Linked DNA regions of Mus musculus: region 1 is linked to region 2. A link is a contact called in public Hi-C data. All regions are on one chromosome and are shown on one strand. The core of a region is the stretch at or near the end of the contact, and the rest is flanking DNA. Distances in the headings are between cores, read along the strand shown.

Region 1 (4,617 bases), core at 203-2,702, 300 kb after region 2:
TGAGAAACAAGCGTCCTCTCTTCATAATAAGAGTCATGGAAACTCAGAGTAGCACAGTCCAGCATCACTCCAGAGAAAAACAAAAATGGCTGGTGTACCACTTTGGCTCTTATATTGCTAATCTCTCTCTCTCTCTCTCTCTCTCTCTCTCTCTCTCTCTCACTCACTCACTCTCTCTCTCACGCGCACACACACACACACACACACACACACACACAGCCCACTGTCCCCACCTCTTACTACACACACACACACAAACACACACACAAACACTATATTCTTCATGGGCCAAGTTCTTGGTGAAGGAACAATGCCCTTGGTATCTAGTATTGCCTGTCCTGTTGGTTCAGGATGCAAAGTTTCATCTAACGTATATCCTTGGCTTGAAATTTCCTCCTTCTACAATACCGTGTCCAGTCAGGTGCTGGATGCCTGTAACTTTGTAAACCTAGAATGAACTGAAAGGCTCTGACAAGCAGGCAGCAGCTGCCCTCTAGGGAAGACGGGGCCCAGTGCCTCCTGCTTGCCTGCAATGTTCTCATGAGCTCTATGTACACAGCATACTGAAAATGGACTATGATTGCTTTCTTACAGCTTCAAATCATTCCCAGCCCAAATGTGCTGATGGTGGGGGTGGGGGGTAGAGTGCATTCTGGGCTCTCAGACAGATCATATGTGACGAGAGTAGATGTATCCTGGTGTCGACAGCAGGTGGATGGCTCTACCTGCTTATTGTGAACAGAAGCTGGGCAACCGTATCCCAGGTTCTCAAGGTTCAGTGCAGACAGAACCAGTGTGAAGTATGAGGATGTGGGATCCTTGAGTAGGTGGGAATGGGGGTGCTTGGGGGAATGGAGGGTGCAGAGGGGATGGGCAGCAAGTGTTTCTTGGCTTTCAAGTCACCTCATGATCACTCATTGGTCACTTCCGGCATGTGCACCTTTCTGTCACGACAAGCTATAGCTATTTTTTTAAGTGTTCCAAAATTACACATGAGTGTCAACCTCACACATTTTCAAGTAGGAAATAATGGGAGGAACTGTGCCATCGTATCCCACACTCAGATACCGGTGGCTTGGCATGATTTATCTCAAGCATTGTTACTGGGAGTATCATCTTCTCAGAATGTGTGTGAGAGGAAAGAGTCTCTGATCAGCTGTCAAACATCTGGAGCCTCATTCTTCCCTGAGTCCTGGTGGCAGTGCTCTCTTGTCTATAAAATTAACATTGTGCTGCTCTGAGCCCCAGAACAATGGGTAGGGGAGAAACCGGAATACTTCCGATATTTTGCTGGGAGTAGAGAGTATTTGTAATCATGGTGATTTATCCACAAGTTCATTTTTTTTTTTGTCCCCCTGCCAAAACTCAAAGATCCACAAAGATAGGACTGCTAAAAAGCAAACAGCTTGCTATGAGTCATACTTGGGCTGAAATTATGAACTGAATGGGTTTTTAAGGACCATTAAAATGTCAGAATACCTCATCTCTGTAAACAAGTAGGGAAGGGCGTGGTCTCTAAAGCTGAACTTCTGCCTCTGCCATGCACGTTTTCCCCCTTGTTTAAATGAATCCATTCTGTCACTGAGGAGCAAAAATAGATGGTCCTTTTCAACTCCTTTACAGTGAGATATTAGCTAGGACCTAGGCAGGGGTGGAGAGGTCTCTATGACAGAGAAGACTGATCAGTATTAGAATAAAGTATTTATTTAATTGTTCCAGATTTCTCTTTGAGAGTAGCTCCTTTTTTTTTTTCATCAGCAAAATGAGCGCGTATCAGGTTATCTTGCCTGCATTCATATGGAGCTGCTGGAATCGGCTTCCGCTAAGGCCTCGTTACCGTGAATAGCAAGCATGATGTATGCAAATCATTTCCCATTATAAATATAGATTATTTCCTCTTTCCACAAACCATGGCGACCACAATAAAAATGATGAACTGTGTTGGGAAGAAAGACATAGCAATTGAGAAGCTGAGGGAGGGCGTTTATGTTTGGCTTATCAAATTATGCACCTTTTTATCTTCTGAGTTAATGGTATTGTGTTCATAAGCTTTGCATATTCTAATTTATTTCCCCAGACTGCAAATAGTTTTCCTTGTGCCTAGCCAGCTTTCTGAAGGCCTAGCAGATAGCCCTGGCTGCTGGCTTTTGTCCTTCATGTATGTGGAGGTACGGGTCTGGAATATAGAGAACTCTGGCCAGTCTCACCCTGCAGATCCTGACCAGCACTGTCCTTGGAATGGGCTGTCCCAGCCACACTTAAAATCCAATCCATTGTGTTGCCCTCTGCTCTTGCGGGATGTGCCATAGGATGCCAGCTCGCACTAGGGCTAGGTTAAGCAAAGCTGCGAAACCGGAAATGGCTGTGTACCTTAGAACAAGCCCTGCCAGACCAACATGGAGGGCACAACACCACCACTGCTGGCACTGAGATAGCGGTGGGCAGCTGGCTTTCACGTTGTCGTATAGATGTGGTGCTCTTAATTAGGCTTCAGTATACTATCCTGTGGCACTGGCATAACGGGTGCTTGGTCTGGGTTCTAAAGGTCGAATACCTTAGAGACAACTCATAACATTGGAGAATAGCTCAGCAGCACCAGTTTTTAGGAAGGGTGTTGATCAAGTTTATCTGCACAAGTGAGGGAGCAGAGTAAAGTGATCACCTAGGCTGTAGGGAAGGGAGCCTGAGGAGAACTGAGCCCAGATCAAGTGGGCACTGGACTGCAGAGGCAGGGGACATACAGGTCAATGCTGGCTAGATCTGATATGGTCAGTTTCTGTCTCTGCAGAATGGAGTGGGCATGACTGATTAATCTCTGAGCCTGGCTGCCATGTGGTACAGATAACTGTTGGTCCTTCATCCTCCTTTCTCTTTCTACATCCGTGACTCCCAGGAATGGATCTTTCTGAGGGGGTAGAAGCGGGATTTTATTTTTTCATCAGAAGTGTGAACTAATGAATAGCAAACTTTTAGAAACTGTCTTAATTTAGTACAGACAATAGATAGGAGAAATAATGACAGAGACCAGGCATGGTGGTGCGCATCTTTAATCCCAGCACTTTCAGGCAGAGGCAGGTGGGTATCTCTGAGTTCAAGGCCAGTCTGGTGTACATAGTGTGTGTGCGCAGGCCAATCGGGGATACATTGTAAGACCCTGTCTCCACTAACACATCCCCAAACAGCTACAGAACCGTTGAGCTCATGGCAGCTGTAGAACAAGCCAGTCAACATTATGGTACAGATGAAAGAGAGACATAAGCCCTCAACACTGGCTGAGGAGCTGTGGACAGGTAATAGCTACAAGGGGAGGGAGAGACTCTGTTTTCTCTCAGGGTGTGGTCCCTGGTAGGCCGACCATGTTCCATGGGTTATGTATCTGGGCAGCAAAAACTGGACTCTGTGGGGTATTAAAAAAAAAGTGACTTGAGGTTGAGAGGGGGTTGGGAGGTGGAAGGAGTTAGGATAAGGAGTGGGGTGGGTGTGACCAAAATATGTGGTAGGCATGTATGAAATTCTCAAAGAATTCATAAAGATATACTTAAAAATAAAAATACCTACAATTCAAATCTTTAGGTGGAATAATTTCTTTTATTGCTGTAGCTGGCTCAAATGTTGGTATTTGTGTCAAATGTGGCGTCGGGGAGAGAGTATCTGAGAGGCACATGACCTTCTTTCTATCTTCTGCTATTAAAAGCCAAAGGGGAAACATGCATTACCCCATTTCAAAAGAGGCTCAGAAAATGCCTTTGCTGTAGCTTTGGATGATTTAAAATTGATCTATAGCGTGTCCCACTTTTGTATCTTCAGCCACAGATAAAAAAGTTGCTTCTGGTTGTAAAGCGAGCCGCTTTGAGGACTGAGGGTTGTGTGTGGTTGCTATTCTCAGGGTTCCCCCTGCTGTTTTTCTCTCTTACCTTTGTAATTTCATTTAAACGTGCCCCGACAACCTTCATTTCAACGCTAGCTGTAGCATGCCTTTCCTGTTCAGGTAATCAAACGTCTTCCTGTAAGCATATAGGCTTGCCAAAGTGTTTTTGAGTGTACACATACATGTTCCTTTATGACTATAATACAAAATGAAAATACACCATAATTTTAAAGGCTTTATTTTTGGAGCAGTCTTAGGTTCATATAAAACTGGAGAGACAGACACAAAGGGTTCCCGCATACCCATTACCCCATAAACACAGCTTTTTTGGTTCTCAATGCCCCTGCTGGAGGCGACATTCTTTACAACTGATGAGCCCACGTTGACACATCAATATGATCAAAGTCCAGAGTTCACAGTAGGATTCTTCTTGTGGGTATACAGTGCAGGCACTGGACAAAGATATGGCACAGACTGGTCATCATAGTAGCATAGAGAGCTATCTCATGACCCCACACGCCCCTTTGCAACCACTGATCTTTACCGCCTGCCTACTTTTACCTTTTCCAGAATGCCATGCCATTGAAATCTTCTGGGATGTGGCCTTTTCAGGTGCACATTTAACCTTCCTCGACTTCTTCTCATGGCCCCACAGTTCATTTCTTTGTTGCTCTGATAATAATCCATTGTCTGGGTACACTGCTGTTTGTTTGAGACTTTGATTTGAGGTTAGAAATATTCAGGAGTCA
Region 2 (4,235 bases), core at 605-3,104:
AATAGATTAGGGATGTTCCAGCCCCAGTCACCTTGACTTAGAGACTATATATATGCCCCACTTTAAATTGGCCATAGGCTGCAAAGGAGGGATTCCATGGGCGCCTCTTTCATGGCCCCATATCTTGTCCCTCAACCTAGTTCTCACCATTCACACATAGGCACAGAGGAATGGAGGTCCCCTCCTGTTGCTCCCAGGACCAGGCTGCATATCCATCTCTCAGTACAGGGATGTGGGAAAGTATTTCCAGCTTTGTCTGTGACAGGGTAAGCAGCCAGTGGCATCTGCCACCCACAGGCCCTCGTGTTCAACCCTCCCAGAACCCTCCAAGAAGGTGTGTTATCTGGGGCTTTAATCATGCTTACTCAAGAGAACTGCTGCAGGGGTCTGTGATCCTGAATTGGGTTAGATACTGTGGTTGCCTGTTGGTCGTGTTTAAGTCTTGGCTTCATGTTAGGTAAATATACAGCCTTGGGGGTGTCACTGAGAGGACTGAGAAGAGACCTCAGGTGGGGAAGCCAGTGTGGAGCTGGTGCAATGGTCCAAAGAAGTGATTTTACCAAGGGCAGTGGCTGTGACAATTTACTCATTCATTTTTTCCATTCATTCATCCATCCACCTATCTGTCCATTCATCCATCCACCTGTCCATCCATCCATCTATCCATCCATTCACTCACTCCTATTTATCCATCCTCTAATACATCTATTCACGTATTCATCCATTCACCCACCCCTCTATCTATCCATCAGTTGAATGATATACTTATCCCTACAATGGACCATCTGCATCTCCATTGATTCCTTCCTTCCTCCAAAGATGCAGTCATCATTTTATCTGTAGATCCATCCACCCCCATATCCTTCCATCTGTCCATTGACCCACCCCCACCCATCTATCCATCTGTTCATTCATCCACTGATCTATCATCCTCCACTTATCTCTCCATAAATCCACCGATTGATACAGCTCTCCTTCCGTTGAACCATCATCCATCCCTCCATTGATTCATCTGATTTCCTTTATGAATCTGCCCGTTGATCCATCCATCCACCTATTATCCATTGTCCATCCAACTATAGGCCAACCCATCTATTGATCTTTCCATCAGCCCATTCATTTATCCATCTGCCCATCCATCCATTGGTCCATCCATCAATATCCCTCAGTCAGTTGATTGATCCATCCATTCACTCGCTCACCTCCATGTAGCAAACACTTGTACAGTATACGCTGTGCACTGAATTGATTGCTTTCTGATAAATAGAGAGAAACAGGAGCAGGTGGGAATTTTGAGGTGGATACAGTAGGTCTTGGAGACCATTCTGTCTAATGTCTTCAAATCTAGAAGATCAGCACAGTTGGTCCCAAGCTATAGAAGTCTCCCCCAGGGGCGTCACACACAGAGATGGTCACAGCCCTGGATGCTAACACCACCTTCTGTAGTAATTAGTGCTTTCTGCCTCCTTCATGGGTCAGAGATGCTAACAAATGTGCCCATTTCTCTTCTTGCCCTTCCTTTTAAACCTTCCTGAATGCGAACGCTCCCCCTTCCCCTCCACACTGTTCCCCTTTTGGGTTTTCCGTCCAGCTACTGAGCTTTGAGTATAGAGATTTGTTCCTGTGGGTGGCTTGGAGTTCAAGACAGCAACCCACCATTCAACTCCAGCCCTTAAAACTAAAAAGCCCCAACTCTGCACATGTAGATAAAAAACACATTATCTTTCAAAAAGGTTGAAATGAAAAAAAAATGAACACACTCAGTGAGTTTCTAGGCAACTGGAACCACGGGCTGAGCACAGGCTGCGAGGAGATAATCAGCCTCCCTTTCAGTCACGCTGGCTGAACGCTTCCAACACGGCCTGGGCACAAATGCCTCTTTCTTTCCAGTGGCGTTTGGGTGCTGGCAGTGCCAAGCACTGTCCCAGAGGATGGTGATGAATAAGGCAGGCAGGGTCCTGGCTCCTCAGCCTGACAGTTTACAGATTCAGATAGCTCTTCATTTCAGAAGTGAGGAGTGTCCAGGAGACTTGGATGAGCAAGCCGGAGACTGGGGACAGGCTGAGCAGTGCTGGAGGGACGGGGAAGGAGTCCTCCTAAGGCCTTAGCACTTGCTCTGAGAACTAGATGAAAATGAAAGAGGCAGCCATAACAACCTGTGGAGGAAGAACGTTCCAGACAGAGGGAACGGTACATGTCTTCAGGCAGAACTTAAGTAGGGCAATTTAAGTAGTCAGCTGCAATGCAGAGGGAAGCTGGAGAGTGCTAGGGACTGAGAGGTCATAAGAAGGTGGGATAGGTTGGCTGACATTGGCTCTCAGCTCAGGGGGCTTCTTTTTTTATCAGTTTTCTCTTGCTGCTGTAACCAATGACCTCCAGTAGAGTGGCTTTCACAATACGAACTGACCTCGAGGCTCTGGAAGTCAGAAATGGTCCTTACATAATAAGATCAAGGTCTTGTGGCAGGGCTGAGTGCTTTCTGGGAGGTTTTTTTTTTTTTTTTTTTTTTTTTTTTTTTTTTTTTTTTGGTGGGGGTGATGGGGTGGTGGTGGGAGTTGGGGGAGGCAGAAAGCCTCACCCAGGGTGTGCTTTCTAGCTCACACATTGCCAGCGTTCCCTTAGGTATAGACCCTTTTCACCTGAATGATAGGAGGTCAATTCCTTACCTCTGCAACCTGACTTAGTCACATCATCAATGATCCTTTCTGCATGTCCTGAGATGAAGGCATAGGCATCTTTGAAGGAGGAAAAAAAATTTTATCCTTTCAACTTCAGTGGCTTTGGACGGTCACCTCATTAGAGTCACTTAACAACCTACAGGAGACAAGGGTTGTAACACCCATGCTCTGAACTTGGGGCTTAGATATGCTACAGCCCAGTGCATGCCACCACTGACTGCAGGGAATGAGGTTCTGGGCACCAAGTCTTACAGGCTCCCATGGCATATGCAATCAGCCACACAGCGGTATGGGATACATTCTGTTTACCATATAATGGTATGGGCTGCACTCTGCCTACCAAGACAACAGCAGTTCACATTGTTTATTTTGACTCACCTTTCTGGAACCATGACATCCTAAGTCTTAGCTATTCTGCATGCTTCTTTCCTTAAACCACGCCTGCCTGAGACACTGCAGGAGACCATGCCCACTGCTGGTGGCTGGTGCCTAAAATGAGCTGCAGGCAGGTCTGTCTTCTAGGTTCTCCTACATCGGGGAGAGCAGAGGGACTCTGCATGCGGTTGCACACAGTGGCAGCCCTGGACACACCCACACTCTCTCACTTGATTGACCCAAAAATCTCAAAGCTGAAATGAGCAGTTTTTAGTCGTCAGGGACTGTGCGTGTTCAGTGAATGCCCTTTAAAAGTGGCTACAAACAGAAGGCACATGCTTACGAATTCTGCATTCTGCATGCACATGGCAGAGTGGGTGCCACCCATACAGCACAGACATGGCAGGGCCTTGTCCCAGGGCATGGCACCAACGAGATTCGGATGGAAGTGTCCCCTCTTGCCATAGAGGCCCCACAAGTACACTGAGTTATTACTCTGCCCTGGCATACATTAAATACACAACGATCCAAGAGGATTGCTTTGGAGAGGGTAACTGTTGCCTACTGGAAACAATGGCAAGAGCCATCATGATGTTTGGTGGAGTCCCCTGTGCCTTCCTGAGAAAGCGTTTGCCGGTGTATGGTTCCTGAAGGCAAAAAGAGTTGGAAAAAACCCCCCAAAAACCAAACCCCCAAACCTAAGCCAGCTAAGCAAGCTCTGGAGACAAGCCAGGATGTCAGTCAGAGGCACAAAATGGCAGAATCCAGGCACTTCGATGGCAGAGACACAAGACAAATCTTTAAAGGCTCTGTCAATACCATTAATATTTATGGCCTATCCCGTAGACACAGCCACCGAGACGCACATCCTTCAAAGACTTCTGCTCTGGAATTGTTCGGCTCTTTTGGGTGATGGGTCTTGAATGATGAAAGCCAGAGCGATTATGTGCAGGATCACATCCTCACCTCACGCTCCCTAAAAGGCAGCAAAAGAATCAGCAAACTGTGTTTTGAGACAACGATTTTCTTGAGAAACAACAACAACAAAAAAAGCCCTTGGCTGTTGACAGATCGGCAGGGTTGTTGATTACAGCTTGAGCTGTGAATAGGTAAATTTTTTTTCTGGCTTCCCAGGCCTGATAGTCCCATTGAGAAATGGCATAGGGTTGGTTGATCACCAGC

Evidence for each region. A called contact is a pair of places that touch in the nucleus more often than the background predicts.
Region 1: a contact with region 2 is called in a Hi-C map of cortical neurons, with 3 times the contacts expected there. The contact joins two enhancer-like sites. A contact is called at or near these places in 3 of 484 Hi-C or Micro-C datasets (cerebral cortex, cortical neurons and nephron progenitors).

What each region holds. Positions count from the first base shown.
Region 1 is chr5:126,006,694-126,011,310 of GRCm38.p6, forward strand. No RefSeq gene overlaps it. Among named protein-coding and RNA genes, the nearest start is that of Gm40329, 32 kb to the right of the region's middle. Within about 2 kb of position 1,453, at least 14 of the 459 cell types and tissues checked have an H3K27ac peak or open chromatin away from gene starts, as enhancers often do. A contact at or near this core is called in cortical neurons, where this site is marked.
Region 2 is chr5:125,703,682-125,707,916 of GRCm38.p6, forward strand. The region is part of intron 4 of Tmem132b (transmembrane protein 132B); the gene reads left to right. Among named protein-coding and RNA genes, the nearest start is that of Gm32811, 58 kb to the right of the region's middle. Within about 2 kb of position 1,855, at least 41 of the 459 cell types and tissues checked have an H3K27ac peak or open chromatin away from gene starts, as enhancers often do. A contact at or near this core is called in cortical neurons, where this site is marked.